Linked DNA regions of Drosophila melanogaster: regions 1 and 3 are each linked to region 2. A link is a contact called in public Hi-C and targeted proximity ligation data. All regions are on one chromosome and are shown on one strand. The core of a region is the stretch at or near the end of the contact, and the rest is flanking DNA. Distances in the headings are between cores, read along the strand shown. Region 1 holds the start of mthl9 (methuselah-like 9). Region 2 holds the start of CG13891. Region 3 holds the start of CG1233.

What was found. Hi-C and Micro-C count contacts between places; a contact is called where the count stands out from the background.
Region 1: a Hi-C map of the Kc167 cell line shows a contact between it and region 2, with 2.2 times the contacts expected there. A contact is called at or near these places in 7 of 107 Hi-C or Micro-C datasets (the Clone 8 cell line, the Kc167 cell line, the ML-DmBG3-c2 cell line and 3 more) and 1 of 7 datasets of targeted methods (the Kc167 cell line).
Region 3: a contact with region 2 is called in a targeted proximity ligation map of the Kc167 cell line, with 5 times the contacts expected there. A contact is called at or near these places in 73 of 107 Hi-C or Micro-C datasets (the Clone 8 cell line, the D17-c3 cell line, the Kc167 cell line and 25 more) and 4 of 7 datasets of targeted methods (the Kc167 cell line and the S2 cell line).

The regions. Positions count from the first base shown.
Region 1 is chr3L:330,757-333,638 of dm6, forward strand. mthl9 (methuselah-like 9) reads right to left here and starts at 1,553. Exons shown (of 7, transcript NM_138185.4): 1 at 541-1,553; 2 at 293-484; 3 at 1-233. The coding sequence starts at 1,180. All of the region lies in intron 2 of Ptpmeg (Protein tyrosine phosphatase Meg), which reads left to right. mthl10 (methuselah-like 10) reads right to left here. Exons shown (of 5, transcript NM_001274277.1): 5 at 2,045-2,882. The coding sequence ends at 2,719.
Region 2 is chr3L:432,406-435,309 of dm6, forward strand. It overlaps CG13891, which reads right to left and starts at 1,501. Exons shown (of 1, transcript NM_138192.2): 1 at 741-1,501. The coding sequence starts at 1,301. The coding sequence ends at 825. klar (klarsicht) reads right to left here. Exons shown (of 18, transcript NM_001043111.3): 18 at 1,678-2,904. The coding sequence ends at 2,713. It also overlaps sncRNA:438.
Region 3 is chr3L:360,037-362,736 of dm6, forward strand. It overlaps CG1233, which reads left to right and starts at 1,436. Exons shown (of 3, transcript NM_167833.2): 1 at 1,436-2,305; 2 at 2,391-2,700. The coding sequence starts at 2,239. Cdc5 (Cell division cycle 5) reads right to left here and starts at 1,347. Exons shown (of 4, transcript NM_138189.3): 1 at 1,048-1,347; 2 at 713-978; 3 at 1-653. The coding sequence starts at 1,092.

The DNA.
Region 1 (2,882 bases), core at 303-2,802, 100 kb before region 2:
ATCGAACCAGCAGTAATCTTCTCCCATGCCTGGCTTGAAGTGCTTGGGCAGCTTGGAGTCCTGGGCTAAGGAGACCAAAAACCGAAGACCAATCACCGCCAGAACTGCCAGAGCAAGGGACAATCGACGGACGGAGCTCCTGACAGCCTTTTGTTTAAATTTGAGCAGAAAGTCAAGACTGCAAATGGCCAGAAAGACGAAGGAGAGCATGATGCAGAAGTAGGCCAGAAATCCTTTTGGGATGCATAGAACAAAATAAGTTATCCAGTTGAAGTAGACAAAATTACTCAACCTATGTTTCTGCAAGCCACATGCGAGAGCTTCATGGGATTCTTCAAGGCCAAGTAGACCAACAGGGAGTAACCAACGATCATGGACAGCAAGTAGTAGATGATTAACTGGCCATAGTGGCTTTTACGGGCATCTCTCACAGATCCAAGTAGGGAGAGTATGAAAATGTTTATAATGATGGCTATAATACTGCCTAGAAGGGAACAAGAGTTAGAATCTCTTCGAAAGTATTCAAACAACACGACTCACAAATGGCGTAAATCCAAACCCGGTACCCCGTTTGAAAGCGTTCGCAGTTGAGCGGAGTGAGCTCCCACTGCTCCGGATTGTGCTCCAACGGGCTAAAGCAATACTCATCCGTTGACCACAGACGATTGTCCCGCCGCAGAGTTCCATTCTCGAAGAGGTCCCATTGCCAGAAGTTATCGTGCTTTTTGTCCACGAATTTGTTCCGGCAACCCAGCTCTGTGCGCACCACAAAACGATCGCGTATGCGTACTTGATCCACAGTCCTGTTAGCGTAGGTGAGCTCCACGTGAGTGGACTCGCGGACTTGGTGTGGCATTGTGCAGTTCCAGTGCTTGGCATCAAAGACGAGGTTCTCCGGACAACAGAAACTGATGCAGGGCTTCAGCAGACAGACGCAGCCGCGCAGATGTTTCTTGGCCCGGTACTCCACTCCATCGATCACCTTGAAGGAGTACTCCGCCATCAGATGCGGTGGGACCACTACTCCAGCGTATGAGTAGGAGCCATCCTTCATCCGCAGTCCATCCGTAATGTTGACCGTGTGGGCGTAGGCACAGGGATGGTTTATACTGGCGATCTCCACTGACTTTGCGCCCACGGAGAGCCAAATAATTAAAAGAATTATCAATGGCGAGACCATGGCTAACTGATCCACGCTTGTTGGATTTTTGGTCGATTCGTTCGTCGGCCTGACGTCACACGCTGTTCAGCTCGATAATTAAGTAAACAAATATGAGAAGCGATCGCCGTTCGCTTTGAGCAATGCACGCACACTCGCCGAGTCAGAAATCTGCACCAACAACAATGGAAACCCAAAATTGACAACGAATGTGACGCGGGTCTAAAAACGGCTGCGATTGCGACAACGACACCGACAACACCAAAAAGAACAACCATAAACATAAAAGTTTGGTGGAGAGTCTCTCCTAGCTAGTCGTCTTGCCTCTCTCTAAACGACAAACCGGCAACCGCAACGGAGCTCCATGCTGGCCAAGAATAAAAAACAGACTAACTGATTAGCCGTTCCCAAAACCAGACGCGACCACAAGCAGCTGGCAAAAAGAGCGATTGGGAAGACTCACAACCCGTCCCGCCCCTCCTCCTAGAAACCGGCGTGGAATCTCAACCAGCTCGGAACTTGCACATGCATACCTTAAGTTGTAAGCATATAATCCATTCGAGCCATTTCCAGACTTATCTTGAGATAGATATAAAAGTTAAGAATATTAGATTAGATTATTTCCATCCATTTTCTATAATTTATTGCCTTTGCGACCGTAAAGAAAATCCAATTTTTAACCGACAATCCAAATGGCCCAAACGAATTTACCACAGCTTTAGTTTTTAAATATTTAGGTGCATTTCCAGGCTATACAAAGTTTGTCTACATGTAGGTGTGTGACCTGGCTTGATATCGTTTACGGTCTTCAAGAATATTCGAAAAGATTCGTTGATTTTTGACAAACAGATCCGCTGAGGAAAAAACGACGTTCATTTTATCTTTGGCTTTATTAAGCTTGAAATACAATTATAATTCTTGTATTGTGTTTTACATTAGTTCAGAGATAATGCAGATATGGAGAATGGTACATTTATGCAAAGAGGGTATACAATCAACACCAATCTCGTTTTTAACAAGGCACATCTGTATGTTACGTATTTTTGCTGGATGTTTACCTTGGACTTAGGCTAATGGAGAATTACAAATTTGATCTCTCAGCTGGGTTCGGAGAACCTTACAATTTTGCTTGCATAAACAGTAGATATGGCTCTGCATAAATTTCTTATACAACTAATCAGGTTGTTCGTGGTCACATGGCATTAAAAAATGAAAGAGAATTGGGCGGGGTGGGGTGGGTAAGGGTTTTCGTGGTAGTTCTGGGGGATAGGGACTTTCTCTTATAGTAGTGTCTTTCATAAAGTTCTATCCGTATGTGGATGCTACTTCGCGAATTTATAGATATCGACTTTAAATGTTGATTACAGAATAATCTCATGATAGGAATATGTAGTCCTAAAATATGAATAAGTGATCTTTATCTACAGAAAGGAACGCAGTGTTCGCAATAATGCGAGGATCCGATCGAAATGAATATAAATGCGATTAGTCCTTCCTGATCTGCACGCATCCCGAGGTATTCAATGCTCTGCCTATGGCGGCAACTGCGAGTGCTGTGATCAGCGGAAGATGGTGGTTTTCTGAGGATCCACGCTCGAGCTGATCACTAGCGGCTTCTCCACCGATGGCTTCTCGTGCAGCGACAGATTGGCCACGCTGCTCGACGTGGTCTTGGTGGAGTACTGGCTCTGACGTTGGTTGCTGCCATCGCGAACACTCGAGC
Region 2 (2,904 bases), core at 251-2,750:
GTTCGGGCACTTGACACGCTTCGAGTTTCATTTGAAGCCAGTTGAGGATCGTCCGGACAAACTCACTTTGACTTAAGTTAAATTTATCTCCATAAATAATTTATAGATAGTTTACAACCATCGTCTCGAACATAAATATCGCACAGATAAACAGAGCTTAAAATCTAACCTTTTAATTTAATTTATTACATTATCTACTCGGTCTAGACTTCATTAACTACCTCGTAAATTTATTGATTACTTCTTTTTACGGCGTTCTTAAAGGTTTAACAGTGGTTCGTGTCTATGCTATGCACTTAACAGTAGACTGAGATAGCTATAAAACTGAATGCACAGAAAAGGGATGCATAGATATGGCTGCTTGTGTGTTAGACAGAGAAATCCACGTCTCATGGAAGAGGGGAAGTTTGAATTTATGTACTTAACTCAATTTTCATTGGTTGTTGGCTTTACATAAGCAAAACTTTCTGAAGGAAGCCCTGCTTTGGGTTTCACCTTTGTCGCCGTGCGGCATATATGTAGGTGGTGTTCCCTCGTTCAGGTCAGCTTTGCAGTGCGTTTCATTTGGCGCAGATCCATCAACGTCAACGGACGTCCCACAAATTGAGGATGTTCGATGGAAGGCAAACAGGATATCGAGCTTAGACAAGAGTAGGCAAGAAACTGGTTTAAAGAAACCTGGCTACGGGTCTGAGATACGCCCTTTAAACGCTGTAATGATTTGGCATTACGTTTCTGTTAAAATGGTCAGATTTACATTTTCTTTATTGCTCACAAGTGCTAAACGATTAGGATGGTATAAAAAGAATCACCGGATTTCATGATTACGGCGACATGGGCTCGGGTGATGGATCGGATTCCACCTTAGCCGTGGGGTTCTCTTCTCTAATAGGCTCCTTCAGTTTGGACGACGTTATGCTTATTTCACTGGGCGACCAGGCTTGAATGGAGGCCATCACTGTGTTTGACACAAAAATCGGTTGGTAGATGTAGAGCAGAATGTCTCCGCTAACCCGAATGCGGTCTGGCTCCATTGATCCGACCTCCTGGCACTCGATCTCCACGGGCTTGGCCTGCTGCGAGAAGCGGTGCCGGTAGAAGCTGGACTCGCGTCTCTCGGCCGGAATCATCGACTGTGTCCGCGACCTTGTGTCCCCTATCGGCTGTTGGGAATCAACCGCCTGCATGCTTATCGTGGGCGAAAAGATATTGCTCTTGCGCTTCTCGCGCACCAGCTCCCGCCAGTCCAGAGCCACCTGCTTCACATAGGCGTAGTTGCTTTCGTCCACCAGAGCCGCCATGACGAAGCTGTTTATTTTAGGTAGTGTTAGGTCCCTTCAGCGGCCTCCAGGTGGTCCCGATAATGCCCCTATTCGTCGCCGTTGCCCTCCGGTTTCTAGATCATTATTATATACACACTTGATTTTGTAGCAAGTTCCCTAGACCATTTTAGGCAGATAATTTTGGGGAGAATGAAGTAAATTAACTGCAAACTAAGTTACATATATCAAGTCCAGGTTGCTATGTCTATAAAAGATCTTTAGCACCCGGAGGCACTTATAAGCGCTTTGACCATACATCTTTAGTGAGCTCAAAAGCTTCCAGCCTATTTTCAGCCTACATTTATCCTAGAAGCAAGCTACGAAATGTTGAATTAAAGCCAGAAATCGATTTTTTCTTTTTAATACTTTTTCTTTAATGTTTTTTTGTGTATAAATGATATTTTCTGTTTTGTATTTTTAATGCCAAGTGAAAGTTTTGAAAACGCACAAAGTATAGTATAAACCTTATAAGTATATTACAATGATCATCTGCCAGGAGTGAGTAAACCATAAACTAAGTCTAGGAATTCCAAACACGAACCTAAGAGATATTTTCGTTTTTTTTTTTTTTGTTGAATTTTTGTTTTCTTGCAAAATAAGTGTAAGGTTTATCCTATTAATATAATAGACATAAAACGTATGATGTGTGTTGGCTGAAGATTCGTTGTCTCCGCACTGATTGTGTATAGTTGCGTTGCGTATAAAAATATAAACTCTGATTCTTCATCGCTGTTCTGGTGAGCTCCATTGCTAGCTCCTTAGTGCTGTTGGCTTTTTAGCTTCTGTTTGCTTCGGTGCCTTGGATTCATACTCTCGTTTGGACTCCTCGACGGATCCTTTGTCATCTGCTGGTAGCTCCTCGTTCACAGTTCGCATTTGTAGGCACTTTAGTGTTTTTCAAACAAAAAAGTATACAAAAACGCCACTCAATTGATCATTGTGTTTGTATCATATTTACTGGGTAAGAATCTGGGGGACGATCCGCCCCTTTGTTCCTTTATGCGGCAGTTTACACGTGGCTGGGCATCGTCTGCTCCTCGCCTAAGTACATATTCAGCGTTCAATCGAACAGCAACCTAAACTCGTAGGAAATTAACCGAAATAACAAATACATCCTTACTATAAATTGCGTTCCTTTCGCGCTCGCTACCTAAATTAGACATATAAAATTGGGCTGCCTCTGGGTGTCGCACCTTTCGGAGGAGAGCGCTCTGTTCGGGATTGTAAAACCTCGAGCGCGGAAAACGCGCGCCACAGGCGAGCTCTTAGTGGCTCTGCCTAAGTGGCTGGTTGCGCTGGTTAACTCTAGTTACAGCTGTTAAATGCCTTAACATAACGTAACGGTAACCTACAACGATTAGCGGCCTGCTTAATTAGTCGCGCTCTGTCCTCAGATCGGAGGTGGTCCACGGATATAGCGGAGCTGCGGCGTGAAGCTCATGGACAGGTTGTTCAGATTGTCGCAGCAGTTGGGTTGCATCAGGCAGGCAGCGCAGAAGATTGTGAACAGGGCCACCTGCATAGGCACTGCCGCCCTCGCGATGCGCCACGCCCACCCTCGCTTAGAGGTCTGTGCAGGATC
Region 3 (2,700 bases), core at 186-2,685, 72 kb before region 2:
CACCGGCAATTTCCTTTGCCATCTCACTGGCGCGTCCCAGCTTGACTACCTGCTGTAGTTCCATGTCGGAAATCTGCGGCGTAGGCAGGACTAGTTTGGAGCGCTTCCGCTCGGGCTCCATGTTTTGCAGCATTGCGGTGGGCACTTCATTCTCTTTGCGCTGCTTCAGCTTCTGCTTGTCCCGCTTGCGTTCGCGTTCCTCCTTCTCTGAGCGGAGTTCTCCATCTAGGTCCTGCTGCCGCATCTTGTTGAAGTCGGGTTCATTTTTCTGCAAGTGTTCCTCGGAAGTGTCGTAGAATCCGTGGGCAGGTCGCTTTTCGAAGGGAATCTCGGCGTTGTAGTCTATTCCCTTGATCCGCTTGCGATTTCCGCTGCCAATTCCGGCGGCACGAAGTTCGCGCCGCTTTTGGAGAGTGGCCAGGCGGCGGGCTTCCTCCAGTTGCTTTTCGCGAGCCTTGCGCTTGGCTTTCTTGCCTTGCGTGTTGGCCAAGCGGGCGCGTGCCTCGGACAGCATTTCCAGCTCGTCCTCGTCCATGTCCTTGGGATCGGGCCGCGCCGGCTTGGTCTCTGGATTGGGGTCAATCTCTCCGGGCTTCAACTTGCGAGGATCATCCATCGTGTCCTCGCCATCCTCTTTGCGTTGGGCTTGGTCTCTGTACGGCAGGAAAGGGATCAGAAATTTTCTACTTAGTATGTTGTGCGTTGGACTCACAGCAAGTACTCATAGCGCTCCAGGCACTGGGCTGCCGTCCGTCCGATGATCGGGGCTATGGTGCGCCACTGCGTCGGCATCAGCTTGGCCAAGTGGAGCAGTTTCTCGTCCTCCTCACGGGACCACTCGGTCTTCTTGATGCTGGGATCCAGCCACTCGTACCACCTGGCCTTGCACTGCTTGGCGGACTTTCTGTGCAGGAGGGAGGCAATTCGACTCCACTGGTTCTTGCCATATTTCATAACCGCAGCTTTGAGGATTTCATCCTGGGAAAATGAAATCGGTAGCCAATGTAAGCCATGTGTGGTTAACCGATAGACTATTGGGATAATTACCTCCGTGTTGCGCCACACGCCGCCCTTGATCATTATTCGCGGCATTCTGGGGCCTTATGTTGCTTTCTGTCGCGTATACAATGGATTTTCACAATTTTCACTCGAGTCCACGAAACTCCGCTCTTTTTTTTGCAGTAGCCGCTAGCGATGGTTAGTCTTCGATAACAGCGATATCTCCAGCACGTTTTGGTATATTTATAGAACCTCTAGTTAAACTATTCTAGCTTAGTACAAAAAAATTTCATTATATTGTATTTAGTCTTCGTATACCGTTTGATTTAACTTCGGTCTTAATATTGGTAACTTAAATTATTCAATTTAATAAAGGGCCTATACACACGACATAACATAACGCGACAGTGTGACCGAATATAGTTGTGCAAACACCGCTGCCACACTGTGTACAGCAACAGCTGTTCGCTATCAGTTATTTTGTGATGAAAAGTTTTTTTTCTGCGTAATGCCAATTTTTGTGATGCGGAATTAAGAGGCGTGTGCCCAGGAAGCGGAAAACCGGCAACCGGCAACCGGAATCCGGCACCGGGAATCAACTGGACCAAGGAAGGCACCCACGATGAGCGATGCGACCTATCCGGGATATTACGGCGGCAACCAGGTGAGCAACCAGCGAGTACCTCTGGCCAGAAAAACACGCCGTGTGTCTTCCAGCTGCTCCCGTTGTCGCATCCGCATCCTACACATCCGCACCAAGACCTGTCGCTTTCCACGCCGGTTCACTCCTTGGAGCAGGACTCCAACTTCGGGGGATTCTTTGACGAAGAGCTGGTCATCGGATCGGGATCCGGATCTGCCTCCGCGTCTGCTGCAAACACCACCCCTTCTGGAACTACTTTGTGGCTGGCCGATGGCGGGAATCGATCACCTACTGAGGTGGCGGTGGAGTCCCAGCCCAATCAGGGCATTCCCTTTGTCCAGATCCACACCACCGACTTGCAGCAACCAGAGAAAAGCTACCGCAATGCCTTCCGCAGGCGTACAGCGGAAATTAAGTCGGAGGAACTAATCAAGTCGGAACTTGCGGAAGCGGCAGCCAAGGATCGCCTGAATGCCACGCCAACGCCACCAACTCGAAATTCCAGCTGCGCCAGCGTGGAGGGCAAGGCAATCATTCAGGAGGGTCCGCCTCTTATCCTGCGCTGTCCTAATTGTCCATTCTTAAGCCTCTGCCAGATGCGTCTTCAGCAACACCTTAGTCAGGGCAACTGCTATATGGAGCAGCACAGGAAACAGTGTCCAGGTGAGGCATAGTGCGCCTTCAATATGAGTGCTCTGCTGGAATGCTTCATCATATTTGCATTCACTTTTCACGTGTTTTTCGACAGGCTGCTCAAACATTTTCTACACCAGCGATGCGCTCAGCTTGCACCTCAGCTTGGACCATCAAATGGAGGACAGTGAGACACTTGCGCTTATGGGCAGAAAAGTCACTGAAGCACAAACTAAAAAGCAGACTCAGATGTCGCAGAGCCAAAATCGACCCAAGAGCCGCATCTTTATAAAAAGCGTAGATTGCCTAAGGGAGCCACTCCCGGATTTCCCGCCCTTAATGCCGGATAGCGGGTCCGCCGCTAACATTCTTGATCTGCTGGAAGGTGTGGCTGTAGGTGCATCGCCGACCGAACAGACAATGCC